Regions from separate parts of the Pelodiscus sinensis genome. Here region 1 is linked to region 2. A link is a contact called in public Hi-C data. All regions are on one chromosome and are shown on one strand. The core of a region is the stretch at or near the end of the contact, and the rest is flanking DNA. Distances in the headings are between cores, read along the strand shown.

The links. A called contact is a pair of places that touch in the nucleus more often than the background predicts.
Region 1: a contact with region 2 is called in a Hi-C map of liver, with 3 times the contacts expected there. The contact joins the promoter of ETV7 here to the promoter of CDKN1A in region 2. A contact is called at or near these places in 3 of 5 Hi-C or Micro-C datasets (blood, liver and an unstated tissue).

Annotation. Positions count from the first base shown.
Region 1 is chr27:17,282,179-17,286,380 of ASM4963464v1, reverse strand. ETV7 (ETS variant transcription factor 7) reads right to left here and starts at 1,318. Exons shown (of 8, transcript XM_075909968.1): 1 at 964-1,318; 2 at 124-177. The coding sequence starts at 969.
Region 2 is chr27:17,148,212-17,152,643 of ASM4963464v1, reverse strand. It overlaps CDKN1A (cyclin dependent kinase inhibitor 1A), which reads left to right and starts at 2,733. Exons shown (of 3, transcript XM_006125292.4): 1 at 2,733-2,820.

The sequences.
Region 1 (4,202 bases), core at 69-2,568, 140 kb before region 2:
TTCATTCTTTGTGAAACATGAAGTGTGTTTCAGATTCATTCTAAGCAATAGGCAATGGGGAAAATAAAAGTGAAAGAGGTTAGCAGGGTACATTATATGTCACTCTTCTGAAAAGACACTTACTTTCTGGCTTTGTGTTTTTTCCCCTCGCTCAACACTATGGCAGCTAGATTTACCCTTGAAAACAAAAATCCAGTTTACAGGTATTCTTGGGAGGCAGGAAAAGTGCTCTTAATTATTTGCTTTATTTTCTCCTCTTCACACAGTTCGAGTCCCAGGCTGTTGGGTTATTTTATTTCTTTGGTTCTCAAGGGTTCTCTTCAGGAGTCTGTAGAGACTTGCTGGAAAACTTCATAAAACCTAAGTCAGGGGGTATTTGGCAGCTCCTTCAGGGGTGAAACGCATCCAATTATGCAGATGGCAAACAATAAGCTAGTGTGTGATTGGCCCGGGCTCTGCATAGCCGCGTTCGCCCCTTGTCCTCTTTCCCCTTCTGACCTGTCCCAAGGAAGGAAGGGGAATTCCAGGGTGTGTGAATTGCAGCCTCGTGTTGACACAGCGGGGAGGATCACGATGTTTCCAGGGGATCCAACGCCTCAGCCAGATTGAGAGTGGGGGGGGGGGCTGCGCTGGGGGGCACGGAGCGCTAGAGGCTGTGTGGGTGCAGGAGGGGAAGAGTCTGAAAAGGGGGGCTGGTTGCTGGGGGGAGCAGGGCTGTGCGGAGGGCGAGGGGCTGGTTGCGGGGGGGAGCAGGGCTGTGCGGAGGGCGAGGGGCTGGTTGCGGGGGGAGCAGGGCTGTGCGGAGGGCGAGGGGCTGGTTGCGGGGGGGAGCAGGGCTGTGCGGAGGGCGAGGGGCTGGTTGCGGGGGGGAGCAGGGCTGTGCGGAGGGCGAGGGGCCGGTTGCGGGGTGAGAGTCAGGGGGCGGGGGGAGGCTGGGGGGCAGGAAAGCGGCTCGGCTCTTACCTGCATGCCAGGTGGAGGGGGCGGTGCAGCTCCGGCCGCTCCCCGCAGCGTCCCCCGGCGCCCCTCGCCCGGCCGGAGCGATCCGAGCCCTGCCCCGAGCCCGGCGCGCACAGCAGAGAGCGGGCGCTGGGCTGATCCTTCCGGGAAACGAAAACGAAACGAGGCGGATCTGAGAGGAGCAGGCGCCGGGCCCGGGGCCCCCTCGCCGGCCGCCCCGCCGGGCTGGCGTGTGTCCAGGGCAGGCAGCGCCAATGCCCCGGCCACTGCAGGGCGCCCCGGCTCGGGGCAGGCGGGTGCCGGGCGCTCGGGTGTCCGCTTGCAGCCCGCAGCGCCCAGCCCCGCTGGCCTTGCACGGCTCCCGCATCCTGCATCCCGCGGGCTGGCCGGCTCGCTGCCCCCTGCAGGGTGACAGCAGAAGCGCTGCGCGGTGTGTCATGGTGCCTATACTGCTAGCCGCTCCCAGAACCTGCCTTTGGCCTCAGGGGTGGCAGCTTGCAGGCCGCATTTTACCGGCAGGGAGTTACAGTTCCTAGTGGTAGAACTAGTGGAGGAACGTCTCAGACACTTCGCCAAAGGATCAATGCCCACAAAACAGATACCAGACAGGATCACAAAGAAAAAACAGTTTCTTGCCATTTCAACCAGAAAGGACACTGTCTCAACGACCTAATTACCTGCATCCTGCTTCAAAGACCTTTTAAGACTGCACTTGAAAGAGAATCCTCTGAACTGTCATTCACGCTTAAATTCCACACTTTACACACAAATTTGAATAAAGACGCTAATTATCTCACCCATTACAAAGATAGCTTCCCCAATTATCACCTCTAATGTCATTAGCTCACAGACATTTACCTCCCCCCTTCCCCCCACCCTCCTTCTGTTCTGAAATTAGATTTGTCCTTTTCATATGTGTTCACTTTTTTTTTTTTTTTTTGTATCCTTTGGTATATATGGTTGTGAGAAGCAGGATCTGATTTCTAGCTGGAGCAATTGTAATGTTCTCAGTAGCCATATTTTGCAGCTCAGTAAATATTATAAACTGGGGGGGGGCAGAATGTCTCACAAGGTCTTTCTAGCATGCAGTAAACAATGAATCTGTGCCAAAGAATCTCCCTTTATTTCCCAGTTTGGGGGAGAGTCCTGTGTAATCTGGCCTGTAGACTGTTTCCCTTAGCATCTCCATGTGTTTTACAGGGTACGATCACTGCGCATTCAGCTGTTTGACCTTTGCACTCAGCTTACCCAGAACCAACCCACACAGCCCTGCGCCATTCCCTGTAAGATGCCTGTGCGACAGGTAACTAGGTTTTGTCCCCGCTTGGCAGAGGGGCAGGTGAGGGTGGGGTGGCTGGTTTTGAGGTGCGCACACTGCGATAGCCCAGGCCTCATTTTCAGAGGTGCTACGTACCTACACTCCCCACGCAGGGCTGTGGGTGGGCCCCACTTCTCCCTGTTGAGTTTGGGCACCAGAAATTAGGGATGAGCCCTAAAACCTGTTGCCTAAATGACTAGCCCAACACTCTGCAGCCAGGGAGAGGGGGAAACCTGGTGCATGAGCCACAGGCCTTGGCTTAACCATGCCCAGTATGAGATGTCCCAGCTGGCAGTAAGACAAGACACAAGGCTGCGTCTATACTGCAGGCTTTTTGTGCAAGAATGGCCTTTCTTGTGCAAAAACGTGCGGAGCGTCTACACTGCACGCGCGTTCTTGCACAAGTAAACGTACAGTAGAGCTTTGGAACAGAGGGCTTCTTGTGCAAGAGTTATTCCTCTCCCCACGAGGAATAAGCCCTCTTGCGCAAGAAGGCAGGGTGGGCCAGAGGCGTAGCGAGGGTGTTATGCGCCCGGGGCAAAGGAAACATTTGCGCCCCCTCCCCCGCTGCCATGTGGCACAGCCCCGAACCTGGTGCACAGCTGAGGGGAACTTGTAGGGCATCTTCCCCCACCCCCTACAGTTTGGGGCCGGGCTCCCACATGCACTAACCCGCCGGTGGAGATGGAGGAGGGTCAGGCTTGGAGCAGAGAGGCAGGGAGGAGGCTCCAGCTGCCGGTGGCAGGCGGAGTAGGAGCACGTGAGCTGAGGGATGACGGGGGAGCAGAATGGGATTAAATTGGTGCCTCCCTAGCATGGTGCCCAGGGGCAACTGACCCCTCCAGCCCCCTCGCTACGCCACTGCCCCTCCTCCCCCCCCCCCCCCGCAGATCTAGCCTCTTATGCACGTGCAAGATCTGTGAGAGCCGTCCCATGACTCTGCAGTTAGTGTCTGTGGCGCCTGCTTCTGGGTGGTGTCTAAATGCTGCCACATTCACCTCCAAAGAGGGGGCTTCCCAGAGCAGGCCCTTGCTGCAGACCCCCAAGGCATCCACAGGTCCAGTCTCCTTTCAATGGGCCCACTTCCCAGGGCTCATTGATCTTGGATCTGGCTCCCATCCCCTCTCCAACCCTTGCAACTGCCCAGAGGTGTCACCTTCCGCCTTCTCCATTCCCACCTCATTCGCCCACAGGTCCAGTCTCCTTTCAATGGGCCCACTGCCCAGGGCTCATTGATCTTGGAACTGGCTCCCGTCCCCTCTCCAATCTTTGCCACTGCCCAGAGGTGTCACCTTCTGCCTTCTCCATTCCCACCTCATTCACCCCACAGGGACAGTCTCTGCCTCACTTGTCCCAGGGACTATTCTACCGAGACGGAATACAAAGTCTCCATGTACAAGGACTCACTACCAAGCTAAAAACTGCAATGAGAGAATGATTAATACAGAGACGTGTCTACATCTGCTGCAGGGAGACACCTCTGCCTGCCTCCACCCCTCTCCCCCAGAGTCTACAGCCCCATTGCAAAGCGGGGGAGGGGAAGGAGAGAGGCTGAGGCAGTCGAGCAAGCCATGCCCGGGAGCCATTCTCCTGTCCATTGCTAGTGCTGTGTTCCTCCAGGCACGCTGAAATGCAGTCACCTCTGGGGTGGGCTGGACAGCTGTTTAACACGTGCACAAGGTTTCAGGCAGGGGGCAGTGCGGGCTGCCTTCCTGCAGAGCCCCCATCAGAACCACTGTGCCCTCCTGGCTTAGGAAAAGAATAAACAGGAGGATTGGAAATTAACCCGCCCAGTCTCACGTCCCCTAGGCAGAGAATGAGCCATCTACATTAGGCCCCAGCTGGAGTATCATGTCCAGTTCTGGGCACCACACTTCAGGAAACATGGAGAAACTGGAGAAAGTCCAGAGAAGATCAACACAAA
Region 2 (4,432 bases), core at 1,484-3,983:
GCAGATTGATAAGAGCGTGTGAGGTAGATGGGTTTGTTCATGGATACGTTAGTCACTGCTACATCAAAGCTCACATCAATCTAAAATCCTGTGTTTAACTATCCCCCTGAACTTCGGGAAGTTCACTCCTGATCCCAGCTTCCCAGGGCCTATCTCTGTGCCCTAGGATTATATCTGTTAGCTGATTTCATACTCCTGGGATGTGTCTGCATCCTGTGTTATAAGGGGACTTGCAGAGAAAAGCTCTGCCTTGGTCATGAGACAGTCTCCAACAGAACATGCCCAGACATATTATCTGAGAGAGCAGGCCAGCCTGAAATGTGCCACTCTGCATTGTGGAAGGGGTTAAATCCAAAACAGCAACAATCGGAGGTGCTGAACGTTCAGCAAGCACCCTGGAAACAGAAGATTAGATGCTTTATTTAGCACGTATATTTCTGATCCAAAAGAGCCTCCCAAATAGATGTGAAACACACCCAGCCTCAGCTGGAGCTGTACCATGGCAAGCCACCAATGCAGACAGGGCTTGGGTGTAAAACTTCGTTGCCCTAGAGCAGGGGTGTCCAAACTTTTTTCAACGAGGGCCAGATTTGATGAAGTGAACATGCGTGAGGGCCGACCATTTTGCCTGACATTCTTTGAACCATTAAAATTAAACGCAAATTAACTATTTTATGCAAAGTTTATTGCACACGGCATACTTTTCATTTCGTCACATGGATGACAAATCTAAACAGGTGTTAAATCACTCTGCCTTTCATATCTGAAGGCCAGATGAAAAAAAAATCCAGGAAGCTGAAATATATGTCAGGAACATTGTAAAGTACATTACATATTATTGGTAATAAAGGTTGTCTGTCAACTTTTAAGTTCAAAAAATATGAACAGGAACATAACACCAAGTATACACATTGTGTCCAAATATATTTATAACTGATTTAGACCAACTGACATTAACTGAGATTTTACAATGTATTCATCTCAATACATATGGATTCGTTGGGGGCCATAAAAGATAGATATTGCCAAATTACCTGGGGATATTGCCAAATTAAACCGGAACACGGGCCGCAATTGGCCCGCGGGCCGGACTTTGGACACGCCTGCCCTAGTGAGTTAGTTAGCCTTGCTTTTATACAGGTTTGCAGTGATGCGGTGACCCCAGTACAGACAAGTCCTGAGATAAGGGGAAGGCAGATCTTACACTTCAGGATATAAACTGGTCACAGAAGAGATCAGGAAGGAATCTTTCTCCCTCCGTCTTTCCTCTCTTATATGCAACAATTATGTAACTGTTTAGGAGCGCAGGCTCTGATCTTCTCAGGGCACTAAAGAGCTTAATTTCCATTCACTGCCATGTGAGTTAGCTGCCTGTATTCCCTTGTGGGCCATGGGGAGGTCGTTGTGTTTTGGTTTTGCTCTGAAGCAGCAGATACGGTAGCTGCTACAGAAGCTCGGGACGGAATGAATTGGGTCTGCTCTGGTATGGAAACCCTATTGAGAGAGTTAGTTTTCGACTGCCTTGAGCCAAACCAAAATCTTGCAGCACGGGAGCCCCTGGGAAGTCAGAGGGCAGTGCTCCCAGCTGTCCTTACCCATACCCAGAATACGCAGCATTGTAGGGCAGTGTTTCTCAACCTTTTTTATTAAAGTACCCCAGGACCCACAGTTTTCAGACACACAATTTTATTCTACCATTGCAACGCATTTGTTTAAACAACTTCATTGTAGCTGGGCAGACAAAATTTTTGGGTGTAAAAAGTACAAAAACAAAGCGCTGTAAAAAAACAAAAATTCAGTGTTCTCCACATTTCAGTTGTGTTGAAGTACCCCCCAGACTTCTCTCAAGTACCCATACCACTTGTTGAGAAACACTGGCATAGGGGACCCAAAAATTTGGGGCACCACTGGATCTTAATGTCCATTCACCCACCTCTTCCTATTCCCTTCTGTGGCTCTGCTTCCTCAGCAGAGGATCTAGTTAACTGACAAGTGACAAAGCCTGCCAGTCCCATTAGCAGAACACTGATCCTGTGCAAGAGCCATTCTGGTGGAAATGAAGCCATGTCCCAGGCATATGCCAACCCCAGGTCTACTGTCAGTTTCTGAATGCACTGAGCACTAATGTACACAGGACCTGGGTTTAAAATTTGCTTTATCATATTTCATTAGTGTGTAGCTGAATATTATAAAAGACTCACCCCGTGGGGCACCGGGGCACCAGTGTAATTACACCGTAGGGCCCCATGAACCCTAAGGAGGGCCCTGGCAATACTAGTAGCTAGGAGCAAATGCCCTGAAGTTCCTACCAGTGAGCTATGAAGCCTAGATCTGAACATTAACAGTTCATCCAGGACCGGGCTAGCCACCCTCTAGCCAGATGTGCCAAGCCGGTAACATTAGGAGAGACCTCACCTGCTCCTCCGCAGCCACTTCGATCCTGGTGACTGGAAGGGTCGGGGCGCAGATACACTGGCTGGTTCCGGGAGCTGGCCGTGGGACCGAGATTCTCAGCTAGTGCAGCGGCTGCACTGGCGCCTCCTGGCAGCTGATCCAAGCTGTGGTACTCAGCGGCCGGGCCGTGGGGTTAGCTCAGCCCCCAGCAGCGCAGGCTGCCACATATCACCAGAGCCCCCAGTCCGGGCTACCGAGCTGGTCGCAGCGCCTGGGACTGGCTGCGGGGGGCGGGGGAAATCAGCTGTGCGAGCAGGTGGGGAGGACGGGGGAGGAGCCCTGTGCCTGCTTATCTGGAGGCTGGCAGGGCGCAGCGCGTAGAGCGCAGCGGCTTGGAGAGGCGCAGGGCGGGGAGACTGCGGCGAGGTGAGAGGGCGGGGGGGATCCTGTCTTTGTCCCCGTTAATCCGGCCAGGTGAGAGGGCGGGGGGGATCCTGTCTTTGTCCCCGTTAATCCGGCGAGGTGAGAGGGCAGGGGGGATCCTGTCTTTGTCCCCGTTAATCCGGCGAGGTGAGAGGGCGGGGGGGATCCTGTCTTTGTCCCCGTTAATCCGGCGAGGTGAGGGGGCGGGGGGGATCCTGTCTTTGTCCCCGTTAATCCGGCGAGGTGAGAGGGCGGGGGGATCCTGTCTTTGTCCCCGTTAATCCGGCGAGGTGAGAGGGCAGGGGGGATCCTGTCTTTGTCCCCGTTAATCCGGCGAGGTGAGAGGGCGGGGGGGATCCTGTCTTTGTCCCCGTTAATCCGGCGAGGTGAGGGGGCGGGGGGATCCTGTCTTTGTCCCCGTTAATCCGGCGAGGTGAGGGGGCGGGGGGATCCTGTCTTTGTCCCCGTTAATCCGGCGAGGTGAGGGGGCGGGGGGATCCTGTCTTTGTCCCCGTTAATCCGGCGAGGTGAGAGGGCAGGGGGGATCCTGTCTTTGTCCCCGTTAATCCGTCCCCTTCCCCGCCGCAAGGCTGCTCCGCGCACCATCAGCGACCCTCGCTCTTCCGGGGCGCGCCGTTGAGCGGAGGGGTCTTTCCAGCTCTTTGGCCCCCAGACACCGGAGCGGGGTACCGCTCTCACCCCCTTCCCGACACGTAACGGGGATCCCACCCTGGGGCGCTTGAGGCTAAGCGCGGCCCCTCTCCGAGGGGTCACCCGGCACTTCCCGGGGCGCGGCCGGGGATTTCTCCCAGTCCCTCTGCTCTGGCGCTCTCGGTTTCGCTGGCTGGGGAGCCTGCCGGGACCGGCCCCCCCGCTCGGGGGCTGCGAGAGCGAAGATCCCGGCGCTACCCTGATCCGGCGCCGGGAACCTATTGCAGGGTTTGGGCTGCCGCCGCCCCGAGGGCTGGGACTGGGGCGCCCCCCGCCGGCACGAGCAGGGCCAGCGCTGGCGAGGCAACGCCGCTGGGGTCTGCAGGGAGCGCTGGGGCGCGTCGGGGCTCCGAGCGGGGCGCTGCGGCCGGCAGGGCGGGCGGTGCCCGGGCATGCCCCGCGGGGGGGGGGGGGGGGGGCGTTAGTCACACTTGCTATGAGGTAAGAGCCCGGCCCTGCTGCGAGGGCTCCGGAGTCACTGCCAGGCGCGCCCCGGGCTGGGCTTCCCCGAAGCGCCGGGCACAGCCAACCAGGAGGAGCCGTGATCCCGGTGCCGGTCCGAGCTCATGCGGGGCTGACTGCTGGCACCTCCCCCCCCCGCGGCAGTGGCGGGCCCCCGGCGAGGCACAGCCCCGGGGGCAGTTGCCGCAGGTAGCTCGGGAGAGGCCGCGGTGACAGGGCGGGGGGGCTGGCAGCCAGGGGCGGGACCGGATCCGTGAAGGGTGGGCTGGAAGGTGTAAACGCGCAGTGGCTCCGCGCCTAGGCTGCTCCAGATGATGCAAGCGGGCTCCTCTCGGCAGGGAAAGCGTGTGGCATCGGCATGTCCCGGGAGGGGTCGCTGGGCGCACGGGGTGGCTTCCCCCTGCGTCCGGAGTGACTCCTCTAGCCCCTGCCTCTGGTGTGA